2 separate regions of the Mus musculus genome follow, and region 1 is linked to region 2. A link is a contact called in public promoter capture Hi-C data. All regions are on one chromosome and are shown on one strand. The core of a region is the stretch at or near the end of the contact, and the rest is flanking DNA. Distances in the headings are between cores, read along the strand shown.

Region 1 (3,910 bases), core at 595-3,094, 110 kb before region 2:
ACATCCAAGACAGATTCCATGTTCTACAGTAATTACATTTTCTGCTCACTTCTGAGCCCATCTGTGAAGTACCTTCTGAAGACCAATAGATCCCAGGCTCTGATGGGATCAAAGGGTCCCTCCTTTGATGGATCCATAATATGCCGGGATTATGAGGAGGTGACAAATGGTGGGAACTGGGAGCAAGTTGGAGAATCGAGGATACTGGGACTTGTCACAGGATGGTATATTTCCTCAATGGCCTCTTCCTGTATTCCCCCTTTCTCTGCTCCTTAGCCAACAGCTCTGCTACTCCTTTCTACCATGAAGGATAAGAGCATCTCAGAGTGTGAGCAGAGCAGTTCTTTCCCGCCCCTTCAGTCTCTGTCAGACACTTAGTCAAGTGGTACAAGAGCCCAATAACACACACAAGACTTCTTAGCTGAGGTGTTAGGACAGCTACACAATGCAAGTTATTAAGTGATCAGAAATGGAAACAGTTTCCTCCCCTTAAACATCCTGGAATGCTTTATGTTTCCAGGAAAAAAAAAATCCACAACAAAGCAAAACAAAACCTCCCATGAGGCGCTAGCACTGCCATCCTGTTTCCAGGATGGCCTGACTATTCATTTTCTAGGTGTGAGCGAGCAAAGGCCTCTGCTGAGCCTTCCAGCCTCTATCCAGTCACCAAATGTTTCAGGGACCAACTATAGACATGCAGTACGGCACTACGGTACTACGGTACTATAGACCACGGAAAGCAGCAGAGACACACAGCACCAGCTACATAATTTTCAGGGGGGGCCAGTGCACAATTAGAACGAAAGACTCCGTGTTTAACAATAGAGAATCTCAAAGTAGTGCTTTAAAATACGGCTTGGGCCCTTCCCTGAGTACAGGTTCAGTGGATCTGCGTGGGTCTCACCTCCTGAAGTCAGCCCTGGATACCGACAAATTTTAAACAAACAAGCCTGTAAGGGATTGTCTTTCAATTCCAGGAAGAGCAGGGAACCAAAGGCCTGGGCTGTCTAGAGAGAGAGTTTGAGTTGCACTTGGGAGACAGGAAAGATCCGCTAAGTTCACACAGGAAAAACGACAAGAGAAATAAAGTCAGCAGAACACCGGCAAGAGGAACATTGCGGGAAAGCAACAGGACACGCGAAAGCACAGGTCAGAGAGAACTTGTAGAGGGCAAAGGAAGTGATGTCCGGAGCTGGCCGACTGACTAAGACATTACAGGGGAAAGGCGCAGCTGGGGCCAAAGCGTTCCCTGTCACCTTCCCAGTGGAGTGTATGTTCTCTGGAAAACTCCCTGTCAGCCTGGCCCATCAGGGACCCGGTAGTATCCATGAAATCAGAAAAGGTGGTCTGGACTGTGGAGAAGTCCAGGTCCCGGGAAAGGCGGGACAGAGCGGATTCTGAATGGATGAAGATGCTCAGCCCATCACAGAACCTCAAAAACCTTCTCGTGCGTGGACTACCCCGGGTCCCAGGCCCGCTACATTCACTCTCCACCCCACTCCCCGCCCCCCAGCTCGCTCCTCTACCGGGTCTAGCAGCCGGGCGAGCCACACAGCTGTCTCCAGTCCCGCAACAGCTTATGCCGAGCAGGCACCGTGTGGCGAGGCAGGGAAGGAAAGAAGGAAGCTGGGCCCGGCTCCCTGCCGGACAAGCCACGGCGCCCGAGAACCGAAGAGCCGGAGATCGGCCCTTACCTGGTCCCAACGCAGCCACTGCGCGGTCTCCTGGTCCAGTCGCGCGTCCATACCCAAGCCACTGCCTTCCGGAGCCGGTGTCTCTGTCGGTGTCGCCGCCGCCATCCCGCAGCAGTCACAACCGGGCGGAGGAGGCCGGGTCACCCTTCTGGAGGGGCGGGGAGAGGGCGGGGAAAGAGGCGTAGTCAGAGAGCCGGAGGGAAGAGGACGTGCAGCAGCCCCGCCCGGTTCCAGACTCGCCATTAGTGGGTGTGCTTCCCGGAGGGCCAGGCAATTGGGGAGTGCTTTGTTGTTAGGAGAGCTGGAGGCTCGCCTTACTCTAGTCTCCTAGGCCCTACATACCCAGGGTCCTCCAGCAAACATCAAGTATGCATTTGGTGCCCATCACACCTGAGATGCTAGTCTGACTGCGCTGGGAAGCAGAGCACATTGGCGCAGGCCAGTAGCCACATGGCAGAGGCAGGCAGGTCTCTGTGAGTTAGAGGCCAATCTGATCTACATAGTGAACTCTAGACTAACTAGGGGTACATAGGGAGATCCTATCTCAAAATGTAAATTAAATTAGAGAATAGCAGAGGGGGAAACAAATCTTGAAAAAGAAGAGCCAAGTGGGAAATAAATCAAATAGACCAACGAGCCAGAAATGAGATAACACTTGCAAAGACAGTTTATGTCAGAAGAGCAACCGGAAGGACGAGTTGTAATTTCAAGGCACCGGGTCAACTGGATTTTCACACTAGAAAATGTAAAAAGAATGTCGACTCATCCGCCTGAGGTCGCCACACACAAACGAGAATTCCAGGTCAGCTGGGTGATGTATGTGCACACCTGGCTGGGCACGGGGAAGCACAAGCAAGAATGGTTCTGAGCCGCACATGATGCCTTCCTCGCTCCTGCAGTCCCGACTGTTGGGACTGTTGTGAGTTCAGGGCCTGGCCTACAAAGTGAGTTCCAGTTCACCGTGGGTTCCAGTGTGAGATCTCGTCTCAACAAGCAAACAAACAAACAAACAACCCTAAAACGAAAGAAAAAACAATTAAACAAAAAAAATCCAAAGCAGTTAAGAGCACGGGTTGTTCTTCCAGAGCACCTAAGTTTGATTATCAGCACTAGCATGGCTGCTCAGGATGGTCTGAAACTCCAGTTCCAGGGGATCCTGCATCCTTTTCAGACCTCCATTGTCATATATATCCATGGTGCATAGACATGTATGCAGGCAAAATACAAACATACACACACACACACACACATACACACACACAACTTTTTAAAAGGTTTCTAGCAGATTTAGTCGCAAAAAGCTCCAACCATACACATCCAGATTGCCAACAATAGAATGGATAAATATGTAGTGGTATATTCATTCTAAATCATATACATAAATGATGATCGATAAGCCATGAGTTACACAGCCCAGTGAGAATGAAGAACTGTATACAACTTCATGGATGTAGCTCACAACCATCCCATAGAGTGAAAGAATTCAGACCTCTGACAGACATTGGGTCTGACAGACACTGACTAAGAAAAGCACAAAGAAAGAAAACAAATCAGTATTTTCCAGAACTGGATATGGGGATTCACTGCAAAGGTCACTGGGGGTTAAGGGAAGCGACTCTGGGTTTGTGATTTCCTGGATCCAGGTGCTCGTCAAAACTTAGAACCATGGTTACCAGCTATAAGTTATGTCTCAATTTTGAAATTTTAAAAAACTACATTTATCTACGGTGTGTGTGTGTGTGTGTGTGTGTGTGTGTGTGTGTGTGTGCTGTGCCATACATATGGAAATACAAGGATAACTTTAGGAAGTCATTTCTCTTCTTCCACCATAGAGGTCCTAGGGATCGAATTCAGGTTGTCAAGCTTGGTGGCAAGTGCCTTTTGTTGCAGGATATTTAATCATACTCTGAACTCTGAGCTTAAGTTGTTTACTGGAGAAACCTGTTTCTAGTTGTGGTGTGACTCAGTTTTAGCACACACCTTTACACCTTTAACCCCTCTGGCTGGGATACAGACACAACCCTAGTGCTCACCTTTAATCCCAAACAGTGAAGGTAAGGTTAGTTTGTAGAAGGAAGCACCCATGTTTGAAAGTGATGTCTAGTTGAGTGGCAGACAAAGTGATGAATCAGAGAAAGACTTGACAGAACAGAAGAGAGGAAAGAGAGGCTACTTAGGAGAGAACAGTGCAGAGAGAGAAGGGAGAGGGCAGGCTT
Region 2 (3,857 bases), core at 1,236-3,735:
CTGGTACAGCTAGCTGTGCAATGCTTGTGGGTCTCACATCTTCGGCTGACCTTCACTTCCCTGAGAGAGGCACAGCCGAGAACTTCTCCTGGTGTTCCTGTTGGTCCCTCCTGCTGACTGGAGCTGAGACTGAGGCCTGGCTGTCTGCTGTCGTGTCACCGCTGTTGCCATCCGGACTCTATTGAACTGGACTGCTGGTGTATCTGTGAGGTGTTTGCAAGTGAATCAAGCTGCTGCTGCCTGCTAACCAGTGAACTAAACTATTGATTTCCAGACATCACAGATGGAAGTTAATCCGAAGAACCTTTCTAAACAGGTCCATTCCCCACCCCCACCCCCGCCCCGCCCCGCCCCATCCTTTCTTTTCCACTACCTCTGGTGGGTAGTAGGTTACAAGGAAGGCTGAAGTGTTTCAGAACCATCGTTAAAAATAAGATTAAAGCCGGGCGTGGTGGCGCACGCCTTTAATCCCAGCACTCGGGAGGCAGAGGCAGGCGGATTTCTGAGTTCGAGGCCAGCCTGGTCTACAAAGTGAGTGCCAGGACAGCCAGGGCTACACAGAGAAACCCTGTCTCGAAAAACCAAAAAAAAAAAAAAAAAAAAAAAAAATAAGATTAAAAAAATTAAAATTACAGTCTTTTCATGGAATTTGATAACCTGATCTTGAAATGTAAAGTGAAAAGGAACTGTCAAGAATAGTCAGGATATTTTGGAACAAGAGCAAAACACACAGACACTTGTCATCACAGATACAAACAATGATTTCTGAGTCACGAGTGTGGAAGTGCGCTGCCTGCAAAAGGGATCTGGAGAGTAGAATGTAAATGCTGAGGACAGACATCGTGGTCACAGAAGCTTGATTCGTGATGGGTTTAGCCAGGAAGGCAGGTCATTGGGCAAAGGCCAAGCAAGCAAGCACACTCTTACTTCACATCACACACAGTATTAGATAGAGGTCAATGTGAGAGTAATTAAGGTCAATGTATAAGTAGACAAAAGACACAAATACTCATATTAGAAGATGGAATATAAGTCGGGCGGTGGTGGCGCACGCCTTTAATCCCAGCACTTGGGAGGCAGAGGCAGGCGGATTTCTGAGTTCGAGGCCAGCCTGGTCAACAGAGTGAGTCCAGGACAGCCAGGACTATACAGAGAAAAAACAAAAACAAAAACAAACAAAAAAAGACGGAATATTAATGGCCAATAAACATATATGCAAAGGTGTTCAACTTCCATATCAATCAAGGAAGCACAGACTAAACCCATTCAAGTGAGCTGAGTGTACTAATGACCTCAATTCTCACGTTTTCCCATGCTACACTCCAGAGAAGTGCCAGCCTTCACTGATTGGCCCTTTCTCATCCATCCTCAAGCTTACAGTAGCAAATTGACTTCAGGCAGAGCTCGTAGAAGTGCTTCATGTTTCTGTTCTTTCTCTTGTGCCCTTCAGTATACATTTCTGAAGAGCTATTATCTATCTATCATCTATCTATCTATCTATCTATCTATCTATCTATCTATCTATCTATCTATCATCTATCATCTATCTAGTTATAGATTGAATTGTGTTCCCACTAAAGATATGTTGAAGTCCTAACTCCTAGTAGCTCAGAATGTAGCCTCATTTGGAAATAGAGTCATTACAGACTTAATTAGCTAAGATGAAGTCATAGTGGAGTAAGGTAGGTATTTAGCACCATATGACCTGGTGTCCTCATAAGGGGAGAAGAAACAGACCAGATCAGGGAATGCCTGGGGATAATGGAAGCTGGAAGAGACAAGGATCCTCTCCTAAAGGCTTCAGAGGGAGCAGAACCCTCCAGATCTGTGAGACAAAGGATGCCTGCTGTTACGCCAAGCAGTTTGTGCCATTTTGCTACAGATACGCTAAGACATCAATACAAACACTGGGAAGTGGGGAACTTCTAAAACACCGTATATATTATAAATGGAAGTTACTCTGGATATTCAGTAGACACATCAAGAATTCTGAAGTCCGTGACCGAAAGAGCCTGGATTCCCTTGGAGAAACAGTGGGTAGAAAGATGAGCCTTGAAGGTTCCTGGTGATGACTTAGAAGAAAATGATGAACATGCCTGTGGATACACAGGAGGAAACTTGATTTGTCTTACAAAGTAGCAGAAGACTGTGAAATGGGTTCCTGTACGGAGTGCAAAGCAGAATAAGTAAGGAATAAAATCAACTGACAGAACAGTCAAGTAAAGAGTGGAAGTTTCCACCTGCTTTCTCTTTGCTCTTTATAGTAAAACAAGTGACAAAAGGGACAAATTAGGGAACGAGCTGTTAAGGAAAAGGGGATTAAGCACCTGATGTTCTGGAAAGTTGTTCACTCCGTCCAGATATCCTGTTGTGGGAACAGAAAGCTACGCAGTGAGAAAACTGTTTGCTGAAAAGATTAAGGTGTGACTCAGAGCCAATCAACCCTCTCAGCAGAAGCGCGGTCATTCAGGAAGGCAACCGGGAGACTCTGATGGCTCGGATCCAACAGGAGGCTGACAAGGATTCCAAGAATCCAACTCCAGCAGAACGCTTCTGCCGACACTTCACCCGGGGATAGGAAGGAAGAACTCCTAGGCTGGAACCACGCTGCAGGAGCCTGGCTCACAGAACTGCCTCAGGTGTCAGAGTGGGACACTGAACAACAGGAGTCTGTTTTAAGGCCTTCAGATACAAAGTAAAATGTCCTGCTCAGAGGGAGAGGATGGGGGTCGGGGAGGTATTCATATTTGCCCAAGATTCATTCCATCTCTAACTACCTCAAAATATCTGCAAAACCTTATTCATCTTCACCACATACACTTTCTTAAAAGTCTTTAAGGTCACCTGGGCATGGTGGTGCAAGCCTTCAATCCTAGCACTCAGGAGGCAAAGGCACGCCATCTCAGTGAATCTGAGGCCAGCCTGGTCTGCACATAGTGAGTTCCATGACAGCAAGGGTCACAGAGAGACAGAGAAATCTTGACTAACATTAATAATAATAATAAAACAATAAAAGGAGAGTGTCTTCTACGGCGATTAAAACCACCATGCCTTGTGTAAAGTAAAAATACCAGTTGTCTAGTTTTTTTAGATACCATTTGTATATTGCTAATTATCAAAACCAATCATCATACAACATAATGGACAGAGGGGAGGTGCTGTAGGGAAGCGCAAGGATATTTGACGTGCTGATAGTTAGAGAGGGTGTAGATATTTCAGTTATAGTGGTTTATCTTTACAATGCTGCTTGGTAAACCCAGGCATGCTCAAATGTGTTCGTCTTTTCCCTCGTTGAGCTTTCCAGTATGGTAGCCGCCAACTTCATTCAGCTTTAACTGAATATAAACTAAATAAAAATTTGACACTGCCTTTCTTTTTCTCACTGACCTTATTTCGGATGTCCAGTGGCCACATGTGTGGCTAGTGGCTACATACTAGTGCAGACCGAATGCTCCCTTCTCACACAAGTATTCGGCAAGGCCTAGTCATCAAGAAGCCTAAGCTATAGCCCCACCCTCACCCCATCTTTTGTTTTGTTTTAATTTTTTTGTATCGAGACGGGGTCCTGTTAAGTTTTCCAAGATGGCCTTTCACTAATTCCTCTTTCCTCAGTCTTACTGTTAATTGGAACCACTGATCTTTCCTACCAGGTCTAGTAAGGCGGGTACTTCTTGAAGGATAAAAAGAAAGTGAACGATTAAACAATGAAACAGCCAGAATTTTTATTCATTTGATAGTGTTGCCTAATGTCATGATAGAGGCAACTCCCGCCAATGTCCTGATTGTCCTCTTGACTCAGAGCATCCATGTTAAAGTGTTTGAACACGCTACAGACCAGAATCAGGACCCTAGCTACC

The links. Promoter capture Hi-C pulls out the DNA fragments that hold promoters and counts their contacts.
Region 1: a promoter capture Hi-C map of the SN4741 cell line shows a contact between it and region 2, with 2.4 times the contacts expected there. The contact joins the promoter of Pgm2 here to the enhancer-like site in region 2. A contact is called at or near these places in 7 of 39 promoter capture datasets (the 3T3-L1 cell line, the SN4741 cell line, embryonic stem cells and 4 more), 6 of 484 Hi-C or Micro-C datasets (CD4 T cells, the G1E-ER4 cell line, brain and 3 more), 4 of 115 datasets of contacts at active chromatin or transcription factors (embryonic forebrain, embryonic stem cells and extraembryonic endoderm stem cells) and 4 of 9 other capture datasets (adipose tissue, liver, macrophages and 1 more).

Annotation. Positions count from the first base shown.
Region 1 is chr5:64,090,873-64,094,782 of GRCm38.p6, reverse strand. Pgm2 (phosphoglucomutase 2) reads right to left here and starts at 1,844. Exons shown (of 14, transcript NM_025700.3): 1 at 1,695-1,844. The coding sequence starts at 1,799.
Region 2 is chr5:63,981,114-63,984,970 of GRCm38.p6, reverse strand. No RefSeq gene overlaps it. Among named protein-coding and RNA genes, the nearest start is that of Rell1, 14 kb to the right of the region's middle. Within about 2 kb of position 2,485, at least 24 of the 459 cell types and tissues checked have an H3K27ac peak or open chromatin away from gene starts, as enhancers often do. A contact at or near this core is called in the SN4741 cell line and pancreatic islet, where this site is marked.